3 separate regions of the Sus scrofa genome follow, and regions 1 and 2 are each linked to region 3. A link is a contact called in public HiChIP or PLAC-seq and promoter capture Hi-C data. All regions are on one chromosome and are shown on one strand. Each heading gives the region's core, a stretch centred on a gene start, on an enhancer-like site or on the middle of the called end of the contact. The rest is flanking DNA. Distances are from core to core; before and after follow the strand shown. Region 1 holds the start of GIGYF2 (GRB10-interacting GYF protein 2). Region 2 holds the start of USP40 (ubiquitin carboxyl-terminal hydrolase 40). Region 3 holds the start of ATG16L1 (autophagy related 16 like 1).

The links. Promoter capture Hi-C pulls out the DNA fragments that hold promoters and counts their contacts. HiChIP or PLAC-seq counts read pairs in DNA pulled down with a chosen protein or histone mark.
Region 1: a promoter capture Hi-C map of fetal skeletal muscle shows a contact between it and region 3, with 4 times the contacts expected there. The contact joins the promoter of GIGYF2 here to the promoter of ATG16L1 in region 3. A contact is called at or near these places in 3 of 5 promoter capture datasets (fetal liver, fetal skeletal muscle and skeletal muscle), 6 of 47 Hi-C or Micro-C datasets (epiblast stem cells, fetal skeletal muscle, heart right ventricle and 2 more) and 2 of 2 datasets of contacts at active chromatin or transcription factors (alveolar macrophages and skeletal muscle).
Region 2: an H3K27ac HiChIP or PLAC-seq map of alveolar macrophages shows a contact between it and region 3. The contact joins the promoter of USP40 here to the promoter of ATG16L1 in region 3. A contact is called at or near these places in 1 of 5 promoter capture datasets (fetal liver), 2 of 47 Hi-C or Micro-C datasets (heart right ventricle and skeletal muscle) and 1 of 2 datasets of contacts at active chromatin or transcription factors (alveolar macrophages).

The regions. Positions count from the first base shown.
Region 1 is chr15:133,178,670-133,182,338 of Sscrofa11.1, reverse strand. GIGYF2 (GRB10-interacting GYF protein 2) reads right to left here and starts at 1,701. Exons shown (of 30, transcript XM_021075631.1): 1 at 1,599-1,701.
Region 2 is chr15:133,951,041-133,955,043 of Sscrofa11.1, reverse strand. It overlaps USP40 (ubiquitin carboxyl-terminal hydrolase 40), which reads left to right and starts at 2,181. Exons shown (of 33, transcript XR_002339429.1): 1 at 2,181-2,728; 2 at 3,416-3,633.
Region 3 is chr15:133,648,957-133,652,884 of Sscrofa11.1, reverse strand. ATG16L1 (autophagy related 16 like 1) reads right to left here and starts at 1,421. Exons shown (of 17, transcript NM_001190273.1): 1 at 1,307-1,421. The coding sequence starts at 1,421.

The DNA of each region.
Region 1 (3,669 bases), core at 452-2,951, 470 kb after region 3:
GTGAGCAGAGAAATGTTGGGGTTTTGCTCCCAACACCCAACAGTGTAGTGGGGTCTCAGTATTTTTCAAAAAAAAAAAAAATAAAGGCACAAGTGAAAGAATAAATGAATGGAAGCACATAGCCCCTTCCTCTTCTTGGATATTAAAACCCTAAAGTGCTTCGTCAGGTACAGAAGAGGGATGAAGCCTTTTCTTTTGTAGTCACCACCATCACCAGTGCATTCCCCAGTGTAAATGTCAAAAGGACTGTGACATTTTTCCAGATACATGCCACTTTTTTTTCCTAGTGTCCTCTACCGATGCCAACATTTGATGTGACAGAAAAGTACATACTGCAGTTTGAGCACTCTGAAAGCTGCTACACTAACTAGTAAAACACATGAAAACCTGAATGAATGAGACCACGAGTTTGTGTTCTAACCAAAATGGACAAACTCTGAAAGGCCAGGGCTGCACATATTAGAAGGATGAAAGTTAATGTTCAGAAAAGACGACAATTTTTTTAATCTGGAAAATCATCAGATTCTAAAAACTAAACACCATGTAAGGAAATACCTTTCCTGCACTGAGAATCAAAACTGCCTATATCCAAAGTATATACACCGAATAAGGTGCTGTTCACAGTCCGGGCCCCCTCCTCAATTTCTTGCAAGTTAAACAGAAATACTTACCTTTCTTACAGAGAAAGCAGGTGTGCTTAAGTGCTCTTTCAGGAAAAGCAAGAATTAAAAAAAAAAAAAAAAACCACACAGTGCTAGATAAATGCAAACCAACGTTACTGCTTCCCGAACACGATCCTACAACCTGCTTCTTTCATACCCCCTTCCCTGGCCGCTTGGTTTGTTTCAGCCACAAAACTGAAATATTCTGAGTGCTTGGTGGGGAACTGCTTGCTGACACTTAAGGCTGATGCCCACTTCAACCCGACGTGAACGTTCGGGTCCCAAAGCTGCCACGGGATCTACTTTCCCAACCTCCGTCCCAGGTTCCGATCATGGCTCCACCTGGCTTCAGGCCTGGTCCAGACCCAGTCCTCTCGCCAAGGAAAGAGTCTCCCCAGTGCAGATGCTCGGTGAGGAAGGCAAGGGCGCATCCCCCAGAGGCCAGGTGTGGGGCGAAGCGCGGGCAGGAGCACCCGTCTGGCCGGAGCAGCTGTTACCCCAGGCACCCCGAGGCTGGGCGGGTGGCTGGTCCCGAACAGCAGGTAGCGGAAGGCGAATCCTCTGGCCCCAAGCAAGCCGGCCTGACACTGCCCACCCGACTACCCCCATCCTTCCCTCGGCTCTCTCTGCCATGCCAACGAGCCCCGGAGGAGGGGGCTCTTCGGCTCGGCGGCCGAGACGCGCCCGGGCCTGGCGTGCCCCCCGCCGTGGAGGAGGCTCCCTCCGGCCCCGCACCTGACCTGTCCCCTCGCCTGACGCCCCAGCCGGCCGCGGCCGCTGCCGGGCGGCCTGTGGGTGTCCATGCGGCTGGGCTGGGTCGGGCCGGAGCGGCGGGAACGCGAGCGCGGGCGGCAGGCCCCGGAGACCCAAGCGGGGCGGCGGAGCCAGGGCACGGAGTGGAGCCGGGCAGGGGAGCGAGACAGAGTCGCTGGTTACCTGCGGTCCGGGACAGGGTGTCTCTCAGAACCCAAGTCAGTCTCAGCCTCAACAACACAAGATGGCCGACACGTCGCCACGCACGTCACGTGACAGCGCGCCCGTTCCGCCACGCCCCCCGCTCCGCCCCCGCCCCGCCTCGGCTCCCTCCCAGCTCCTCCAGCCTCCCACGACATCCTTCCTTTCCGATTCATCCCTCCCCTTTTCCCCGGACACGCCCCTACCCGAGCCCCGGATGTCGGGCTGGACGAGGGCGGGGCCGCAGCAGGGCGCAGGCGCTTGCGGGTCACTTGGCTGGAGCTCCCTGCCTGCCCTTGAGTTGAGTAGAGTTGGTAGAACTGGATCTGGGCCAAGCGCCCTGTGACTCACCGTCCTAGGCGCCCAACCCAGAGCCCGTTGGCATTTCTAAACGCTCTGCATCGTTTACGAGCCGATTTTCCAGCCCAGAACTTTTCCACAGGTTTTCATCCAGCACTTCCTTGCCTATTTGCCACCTGGAGAAAATGGGAAAGCGACAGGAGCGGAAATCCAAAGCAGTTTCTACTTGTTAACGGTTTTGGTAGAACAGGGAGCTCATTCTACAGTTTTGGAATGTGACGGCTGGAGGACTTTAGAGCTCCGACCCTCTCCTAGTGCATCCAGGTCTATAACTCTTTTGCCTAAAAATCTCCCGTTTGGGTGTTGCTCGATAAAATACAAGCCACTCAGCAATATCAGAGACGTAACACAAAAATTATTCGTTGTTTGCCTGAAACTTCCATTTAGCTTGCTTGGTGCCCTGTGTTTTTATTTCGTGCATCTGACCACTCTACCCTTCTTGGGTCATCCCAGTCTTTCCCTGTGCCTCCAACCTCTCTCTTATTTACAACCTCTCCATTAACTTTTTTAAGTACTCAAATGTCCTTTATTTTAAAAGTTAATGTTAAAAACTCCAATTCCCCCTCTAACAAGGTCCCTACCTCTCTGTTGCCTTTCAAAGTCAATCAGCACAAAAAGCATTAAAGCCCTTTTCTGATTCCCATACTTGGCAAGCGATCATCAATTATTCCAATGAGGCTTTTATCCTGACCCACCCACCTACTGCTTGCTCTAAGGACACATCAACCTACAGGCTGATAACTGGAGTTTTTCAATCCTCATCTTGACCTAGTGCTTCCCCATCTTCAATGTGATTGACCACCTCCAACTTTCTGAAATACTTTCTTTCCTTGACCATTGCCGCTCAAAAGTTCCTTGCTGCTCAAAGTGTGATCAATGGACCAGCAGCATCAGCATCACTTGTTACAAGCATCAGCTTGTTACAAACACAGAATCTACGAGTTCCCTTTGTGGCTCAGCAGTTGACAAACCTGATTAGGATCCATGAGGATTTGGGCTCAATCCTTGACCTCGTTCAGTGAGTTAAGTATCTGGCATTGCCCTGAGTTGTATAGGTTGCAGATGTGGCTTGGATCCCATGTTGCTATAGCTGATTGAAAAACTCCAGCTATCAACCTGTAGGTTGATATATAGATATAATAACTTGTACTACATATTATATACATAATTTCTACTATATATATAGTACAAATACAAATTAATTTATATATATGGAATAATTTTATTTTTTTCTTCTTTGGCCACCCCGCAGCATATGGAGTTCCCAGGCCAGGGATCAGCTCCAAGCTGCAGCTGCAACTTGAGCTACAGCTTCGGCAATGCTGGATCCTTAATCCACTGTGCCAGGCCAGGAATCGGGTATGGAACCTGCATCCCAGTGCTCCTAAGACACCTCTAATCCTTTTGCCCGACAGTGGGAATGCCAATATATGATCTAATTTGCATATAGTAAAATTTAGCATTTTTAGCTTGTAATTTTGCAACTTTTGACAAATTTATACAAGCGTAACTATTTCTAAAATGAAGGTACAGAATAGTCCTATCACCCACCAAAGTTCCCTCAATGACCCTTTGTAGTCAGCTGTAACACCCTCTCCCAACCCCTGAAATCATTGTTCTGTTTTCTGTCCTTATGATTTTGCCTTATAATGTCCTATAATAAAACCATAGCTGCTTTTTTTTTTTTTTTTTC
Region 2 (4,003 bases), core at 932-3,431, 300 kb before region 3:
CAACTTCAATTTTCTGTGAAGGACATAAAGGATTTAAATTTTCACCATAAGCTGCCAAGCCATATATCGGTGTCATTAATGATAATGCAACTGCTATTTTTAGTGTGGACTACTGCAAGGGCTACAGGGCAGATAAGGTTCAATCCCTGATTGGAAATGCCGACAAAATGATCATATCTGACTTTGCCAGAGACATGAGTTACAAGAAAGCTTAACGAAAGAGAAGGTCATATCTTGTTTAGAGAGATCTGAAAAAACTTTATGGATGAATTAGAGTTTGAATTGGGCTTTTATCAATCATTGGGATTGAAGGGAGGATCTGGGAGTACAGATGTCCCTTGCAGTGGGGACAGCATGAGTCAGGTCATGGAAGCAGAAAGGCACATGGCACATTTAGAAACTCTTTAACCAGAGAATGGATGGGTAGTAAGAAATACAGGTGGAAGAGCATTGGGACAATGGAGGCATTTCTTTTTTTTTTAATATATATTTTTTAAATTTTCCCACTGTACAGCAAGGGGGTCAGGTTATCCTTACATGTATACATTACAATTACATTTTTTCCCCCACCCTTTCTTCTGTTGCAACATGAGTGTCTAGACACAGTTCTCAATGCTATTCAGCAGGATCTCCTTGTAAATCTATTCTAAGTTGTGTCTGATAAGCCCAAGCTCCCAATCCCTCCCACTCCCTCCCCACACGTCTTTTCTCCAAGTAATGGAGGCATTTCTATAGTAAATACGGAGGAATCATCAAAGCCTCTTTGGCAGGGAAATGCGAACTCAGTGTGTGCCTCAGAGGGATCTCCTAGTGATGGGATGGATAAAACGGCAGTCCACCTAAAAGGCTGTCATCCCAACGTGGGCCAAACTTAACCAGGGCCTGATGGGCAGAGGGGGCATGGAAGCAGAAGAAGCGTTGCCCAGGCAATACTTTGAGTCACCAATGATTGGATTCATGGAGGAAAGAAAGTTTCAAATACAGCTCCAAGACTGATGCCGGATGATGGGAAAGATGGTGGTGTGGGGAGTCCATTTCTTCATTCCACGCATTGTTATTAAGGCTCTCTAATGAGCCAGGCACTGTTGAGGAGTCAGGGATACAGCTGAGCAAAAGGGGGAGCCTTCATTTTCAGGTGCTAACCTTCCAGTTCTCATTCTTGGTCAGGGAACAGCAGTTTGAGGAACACCTACTCTTAGGAAGAGGCAGGTGACGCACAGCAGGCAAAGGAGAAACAAAGGGCAGGAAATGAGGTGGGAGCATAGAGTGCCATGGAGCCATGGAGCCAGGGTGAGGAGTCCTGAAGAGGGGCCTGCCAAGGGGGCAACGTGGTAAGTGAGGGCTGATGAGAAATGAGAATAGGTGAGTCCCACTGCTTCCTGATCTACACCTTCCGACTGGTCCCCGGACTCCAGTTCTTTCCCTACGGACACTTCTGAATATCAGGAGCCACAAGAATGCCCCTCATATGTTCTAAATACCAGCTCCTTGGGCTGGTATTCACCTTGCCTCCTGCCTCTCAACCTCATCTATCACTATTGCTGTTCTCAAACTCTCAAACTGTTAGGTGAAGTCAAAATGATTTTCTCCCCAGCTCCCTCATTCGTTACCAGATGGAGGCTGGATCGGGCGGGGGAGAAGCCATGTGAGCCTAAACAGGCTATTGAAATAGTCCACCAAACATGCTCGAGGGCAAGATAGGGTAATTTGGAGGTATTCTTAGTGTACTCTTCCGTGTGAAAGCCGGCGCAGACAAAATAAACATTGAGGATGTTATAAATGATCAAAGTTATGCGGTACATTTTTCCCTAGAAATACATCTGTAAAATGTCTTCGAAAGTGCACAGCAAACAAGAAGCCCGACACAAGTGTTTCCAAAGTTTAAATAACGTGTGCATTAGGCCAGCCAAAACACACGCCATCTTTGCATACTCTACCGCAACTAACATGAGTTGCGAATAGAAGTAAATATAAACTTTAAAACGTGAATGAAAGAGTAGCCAGCAGACCGAGCGCACCCGCGAACCACGAAGCAGACAGGGACGCGAGCGTAGCCCTCTCGACGCCACTCTCCCCCTCTCCGAGCAAAAGAACTACATTGCCCATAAGTTCCCGCGCGGCGGGCCGGTGCCCCGCGGGGTATCCTGGGAGACGTAGTCCACGCGTTCCATAAATCCCTCACGCACGGGTCCGCGGGAGAGCTGCCCACGCCAACATGGCGGCGTCCGGTTGTGGGGAGTTTTTTCGCTTGGAGTTTTGGCCGGGGCGGGGGTCTGGGCTTTAGGCAGTAAGTGGGTCCGGCGGCCAGAGGTCTTGGGAGGGACGAGGGAGGCGTAGGGCCCGTAAGAGCGGCACCGCCTGAGGAGGACGAGGCGGGAGCTGCCCGGGCCGACCACGGGGCGCGGCGTCCTCCTGGCGTCGGGTCTGCCTTCCTCGTCCGCTGGGGCCTCTGCCGCCTCGCGCCCGGGGCTCCGTAGTGGCTTGGAGGGCTTGAGGGCCTGGCCTCGACCGTGGAGTGGGCGAGACAGGAATCACGACCACGCGCCCGAGGCTACACTTTCCAAGTTCCATTTTTTTCTTTTTTTTTTGCGTGTGGTGTTTTTGTTTTTTTTTTCTGGGGAACGGGTTTAAGAAGAAAATAATAGCATTTCAGCGCTTCCTGTTATTTAGGAACTGGGCTAGGCGTTTTGCATTGCTCCTCTCCAAGAGACCCTCCTCCACTTTCGAGGTGAGATCTTGAGCGGATCCTCTCGGTCCCCAGAGCTAATGTTGGGGTCACCGGATACACAGGGATGCCCTCTAGGCTCGGTGGCTTTAATGGCAGTGGTTTTTTCCCCCAGTGACTCTCCTTACGGCTCCCCAGCTTCGGGACCACGGACTAAACTGCTATAAAGATTAATTTGTTCCTGTTAACTTAAGTGCCAATAATCTGGTACAAAGAGTGTGAGAAGCAGAGATTTTTAGTAAGTGATTTATGGTCCCCAGTCCCTGAGAACCCAGGATTGGCTTTGCCCTCTCAGCAGATTAGGTGTCTTGAGGGTTTTTTTTTCTTCTTTCAGTAGTGATGTCAATATGCCTTTTTATAAAAAACAGCTGTCCTTTATTTGGGGCTAATCCTTGTACCCTAAGTGCCTTTTATTTATTGTCATTTGATTGTTTAAATGATCCCGCATGACAGTTGGTATCTCATTTCACTTATAAAACCTCAGGTTAAGTAATCTGAAAGATCACACAGGTAGTGCAGAGCAGGGATGAAAAAATTTTGATCTTGCTCCCTCCAAAGCGCAAACTACTGTCTCTGCTTTCTTAGTAGTGACTTAGAATAGGTAATCCCAAGTACAAGACAGGGAGAGGTGGGGAAATTCTGTTTTAAAAATAAAAGCCTTTACATAACATGTCATTTTTTTTTTTTAAGGGTAAAATTTAGTTTCACAATGTTTGGGGACCTATTTGAAGAGGACTATTCCAGTGTGTCAAATAATCATTATGGAAAAGGGAAGAAATTAAAGACCAAAACTTTGGAGCCATCTGCTCCTAGAGAATTCACCAATTTAAGTGGAATCAGAAATCAGGGTGGAACCTGTTACCTCAATTCCCTTCTTCAGACTCTTCATTTCACACCTGAATTCAGAGGTATGCTATGTTACATGCATTTGGCTAGTAATACGTACCCACATCTCTACATGTAATTAATTATGCAAAAGTCACAAATAGACAAAGTATTTTAAACATGTATTCCACAGTATATGTCTGTTGTGGCTAAATTGGTAATTCCACAGAAGTTTAAGTTGATTAATTCCTGTGATTTAAAATGCAACTTAAAGTCCAGTCTTTCATGAGTGCCAGCCTTCGTTATTGTCAAACCGTTTGTATTTTTGAGTTTCTCCAAAGTAATAACACTTATACCAGAGTTACAGTATTTATACAGTCCGCGGTCATTCGTCTGCCATTCTGAAATCCAGAAAACTCGGACGTCCTGATCGCATCTGAACTTGGGTGGCCT
Region 3 (3,928 bases), core at 172-2,671:
CCTGTGCTTTCGGCTTTTCCGAAACAGCACTGGGCGGCTGGGGCTTCTCAGACTGTAAGGAATTAGCACAAGAGTGGCACAGCCACCCTTTTCTCCACATCCTAGTTAAGAGGAGGGGCTTGGCAAAAGCAAGGAAAGCTACTTCTTAGGGGATGAAGAGAGAAAAGCAAATGCAAAAAAGAAGCCACTGAGACTGTGTGCCCAACCAGGACCTACCATTTATCCGCTGTACCTTCCCAGAAACATTACCTAATCTCCCACAGTCTCAGTTTCCTCTTTGGAAAAAGGGCAATAATAGGATCTGCCTCAGAGAATTTTTGGAAAGACCAAGTGAAACGATACATGCCAACTATTTACCATAGCACTTAAATTTGCCTGCATATTAGAATCACTTGGGGAGCATCAAAAATCCTGAATCCTGTGTCCCACTCTCTAACACTGCAGTTCAGCTGGCCTAGGGTGTGGTCTGGGCTTTGTAATGAAAAAAAAAAAAAAAAAGTCCCCACCTGATTCTCATGTGCCCATACATTCAGGAACCACAAATCTAGTATAATCAGAATTCAATAAAGGACAACAATAGTACTTGAATCCCATCATCAACATAATTTGAGGCTTGCAGGCTTACTTCAAGAGGAAGACAAAACAATAGGTCAGAAGAATGCTTGTTTCTTCCCCGAAGTGTGTCATTAGTTCTGGTTAAAAAAAAAAAAAAAAAAATGGGGGGAGGAAGTGGGGCAAGGAAATGCTCATTAGAAGGTATCTAAGGGCACAAACACTTCTGTACTCGAATTGCAGCAGCGGGGGTGGGTGTGAGCCACCTCTTTCATACAGAAATTTTCAATAACGGTAAAGACTATGATGTCCCAACTGAAAAATACGTTAAAAGACTCTAAATATTTTAAAATCAAAGAACATCGAGGTGAAGAACAGGTCTGAGAAATGCAAGGCGAGCATTTCACTGCACTGAGAAGATGACGATAATGGCGCGAGTGAATGCCTAAAGTCTGTAACTGTTTCAGTAACGCGATGCCCGGAACAGGATGTTTCTGGAACCTGGCTATTTAACTACACAAGCGCTGTGTGCACTTGGGATTTACCAGCAGAAACGTGAACGGTGCCTGCCCGTGACGAATACCCGATGCGGTAGCGAGAGCCTCCGCAGTCACACCCAAAGATAAAAGTGAAGAGCGAAAAAGATCTAAAAAGGCCCGCGGGCGGCGCGGGGGGCTCGGCCTCCGGTTCCCACTAGCGCCCCGCGTGCCTCGGCGGAGTCCACCGCCTGCCCCCGGGCCCGCCCGCCGCTCACACTGCAGGATGATCTCTTCGAACGCCTGCCTCTGCAGCCGGTCCCGGCGCCTCAGCTCCTCCGAGATGTGGCGCTTCCACCGAGGGAAGACCGCGGCGCGGAGGCTCGACGACATATCGCCCGCTGCCCTGGCGCCTCAGCGCCGAATAGCCAAGCGGGAGCAGGCGGCCGGGGCCCGCACCATGAGGCAGCCAGCGCGCGCTGGAGGCCTGCAGCCCCAGCACTCAGCTCCGCGCGCAGGCCGCCGACGATGCCATCCGGGACGGACTTCCGATCCCTGACGGAAATAGCTTTGAACTGGGCCGGAAGGACCGCCTCCTCACCCGACGTCTTACGCCGCACGCACGCACCTGTCGGGCGCTCGCTAATGACACCATCCCGGGGCCGGAAGTGTCGGTGGTAGAGGTGCGGCCGCTAGGAGGCGTGCCGACCACGTTGGAGGCTCTGTCCTGCGGGGTTGGGGGCGGGAGAAGGAAACAGTTAAAGGGCAGTTTCTGTCCACCTGCTGTTTCTCTTGCTTTTCTTTGTTTTGTATTTTCTTTCTTGGCCTGTCTCCGTTTTCTCTATCCACTGTACCAGGAGTTGTAAACTCCCCATATCGTAGCTGCCCGACCATAGATAGTGACAACCTCCCTAAGCCTCCCTAAGGTTTCCCAGTTTGTAAAATGGGGAAGTTCCCTAAAGCGGGAAGGAAAGATACCCACCTCACGGAGTTGTCATGAGGATTAAAAGTAATTACCTCTATAGTACAGTTCACACTGTGCCTGTACGTGGTAAGCCTAACTTTATACCTAGACTTGATATCCTTCAGAGTTCTATCCAACGTTTGGTTGCTTTATCAAGAGCGTCTCATTGACCCGGGAAACAAGTTTTTATTTACAGTGAAGAAATGGAATGCAAAGAACAGCTAAAGAAAGATGTGACCAGAGCAGCCATGTTAATCACTAGAAGCCTAGAAATTACCTATGACCTAACAGTGACTGGATCCTTAGAAAGTAATTTAAGGGTTGGGATACAAAAAGGACCGTGAAATAGGAAAAGGCCCATTAGCCAGTAGATGGAAGTGGGAGGTAGAAGACACAGACTCAGGAGATGATAGCATCTGTCAACTCAGAATGGAAAACCTTGGTCTGTAATAGAATCATCTGAGCTCCATCTGCTTTCAGCAAGTTAGTGAATTTACTTCATGAAAATAGATCTGCTTCATTAACAAAGTAGGAGGCAGAAGAGAGGAAAGGAATGTCAGAAACTGCCTTCTCTTTCCATGTGTCTCAAGTCCAGAGGAAGATCCTTCACAGACAGATAAGAAAGCCTTTCATCTTCTGTGGAGCCTGGGAGTAGGACAGTCAGCCTCCTAGAGCTGTAAAGATATTTTGTTGGCAGCCAGTGGTGAGTGAGCTGAATTTGTGGGAAAGACCCACGGGGATCAGAAATAGAAGGGACTTCCTCACACCCCGAGGAAAATGAAAAGGCAGTTTCTGAAAGTCACTGAGAGTATACTAGTGGTACCATCCTCAAAAGAGCCTTGCATCAGGTCTTGAGAGTTGACTATGCTAATTCCCCAGACAAGATTATGATTAAGCATGTTCACAAATTTGCAGAACCAGCAGATTTCCTTACAGGAAGTTATGCAAACAGATATTTGGACAAATGCCCGCACAGAGAAATCTTTGACACAACGTTGTTAATAATAACGGAGAGCGGGGACCAATCTGTATATATTTCCACCAGTAAGGGTTAAACTGCTGTGTATTTATTGTTCAAAAAAAGTTCATAATAGGAGTATATGGTAGCAATGTAGTTTACGTAGAAATTTCTGTGTCTCTGGCTCCTCATAGGCAAAATTTTGTTGAATGAATGGAGAATATAATTTCTAAACTAAGGATACTAAACTCTAGTTCTGCCCCTTCCGTAACTGGCCAGCTTTGTCTGGTGTACACTGTGGCTCCCCACCCCCTTTCTGCTCACCACGCAGTACCTTTGGCTTCACTGTGCTTCTGTTGGGCAAATGCTTCCCTTCTGACTTCTCTGAGTTAATTTCTGTGAGTTAATTCTCAGCTCACTAGTCACTTCCTCGTAACCTTCAAATAACAGACCTTCACGACTAGCTCAGTCTCCCTATTACATGTGTACCTCTCTGCTTATAGCATTTATCACAGTAGCAGCTTTGCATGTATTTTATCCTTACTCGCTTAAGGCATGTCTCTCCGTCACAGACTCTAAACTATGTGGCAAGAGTTGTGTCTGTCTTTGCTTATCGTTTTATCTCTGGCAGGAGCATGAAGCCTTTCATATATTAGACGCTCGGTAAATGTTGTTAATTAATGAATGGAATTTGTGGAAATAGGAGTATCTCTGGGCAGTAGCAGAGACACTCTGGTGTCCTTTTATTGTATGTATTTTCTATATCTTATGTGCATTTTTTTCTGTCTTTTTGCCTTTTCTAGGGCCACTCCTGTGGCATATGGAGGTTCCCAGGCTAGGGGTCTAATCAGAGCTACAGCTGTTGGCCTACACCAGAGCCACAGCAATGCGGGATCCAAGACGCATCTGGATCCCTCAGCTCACGGCAACAGCAGATCCTTAGCCCACTGAGCAAGGCCTTAACCCACTAATCGAGGG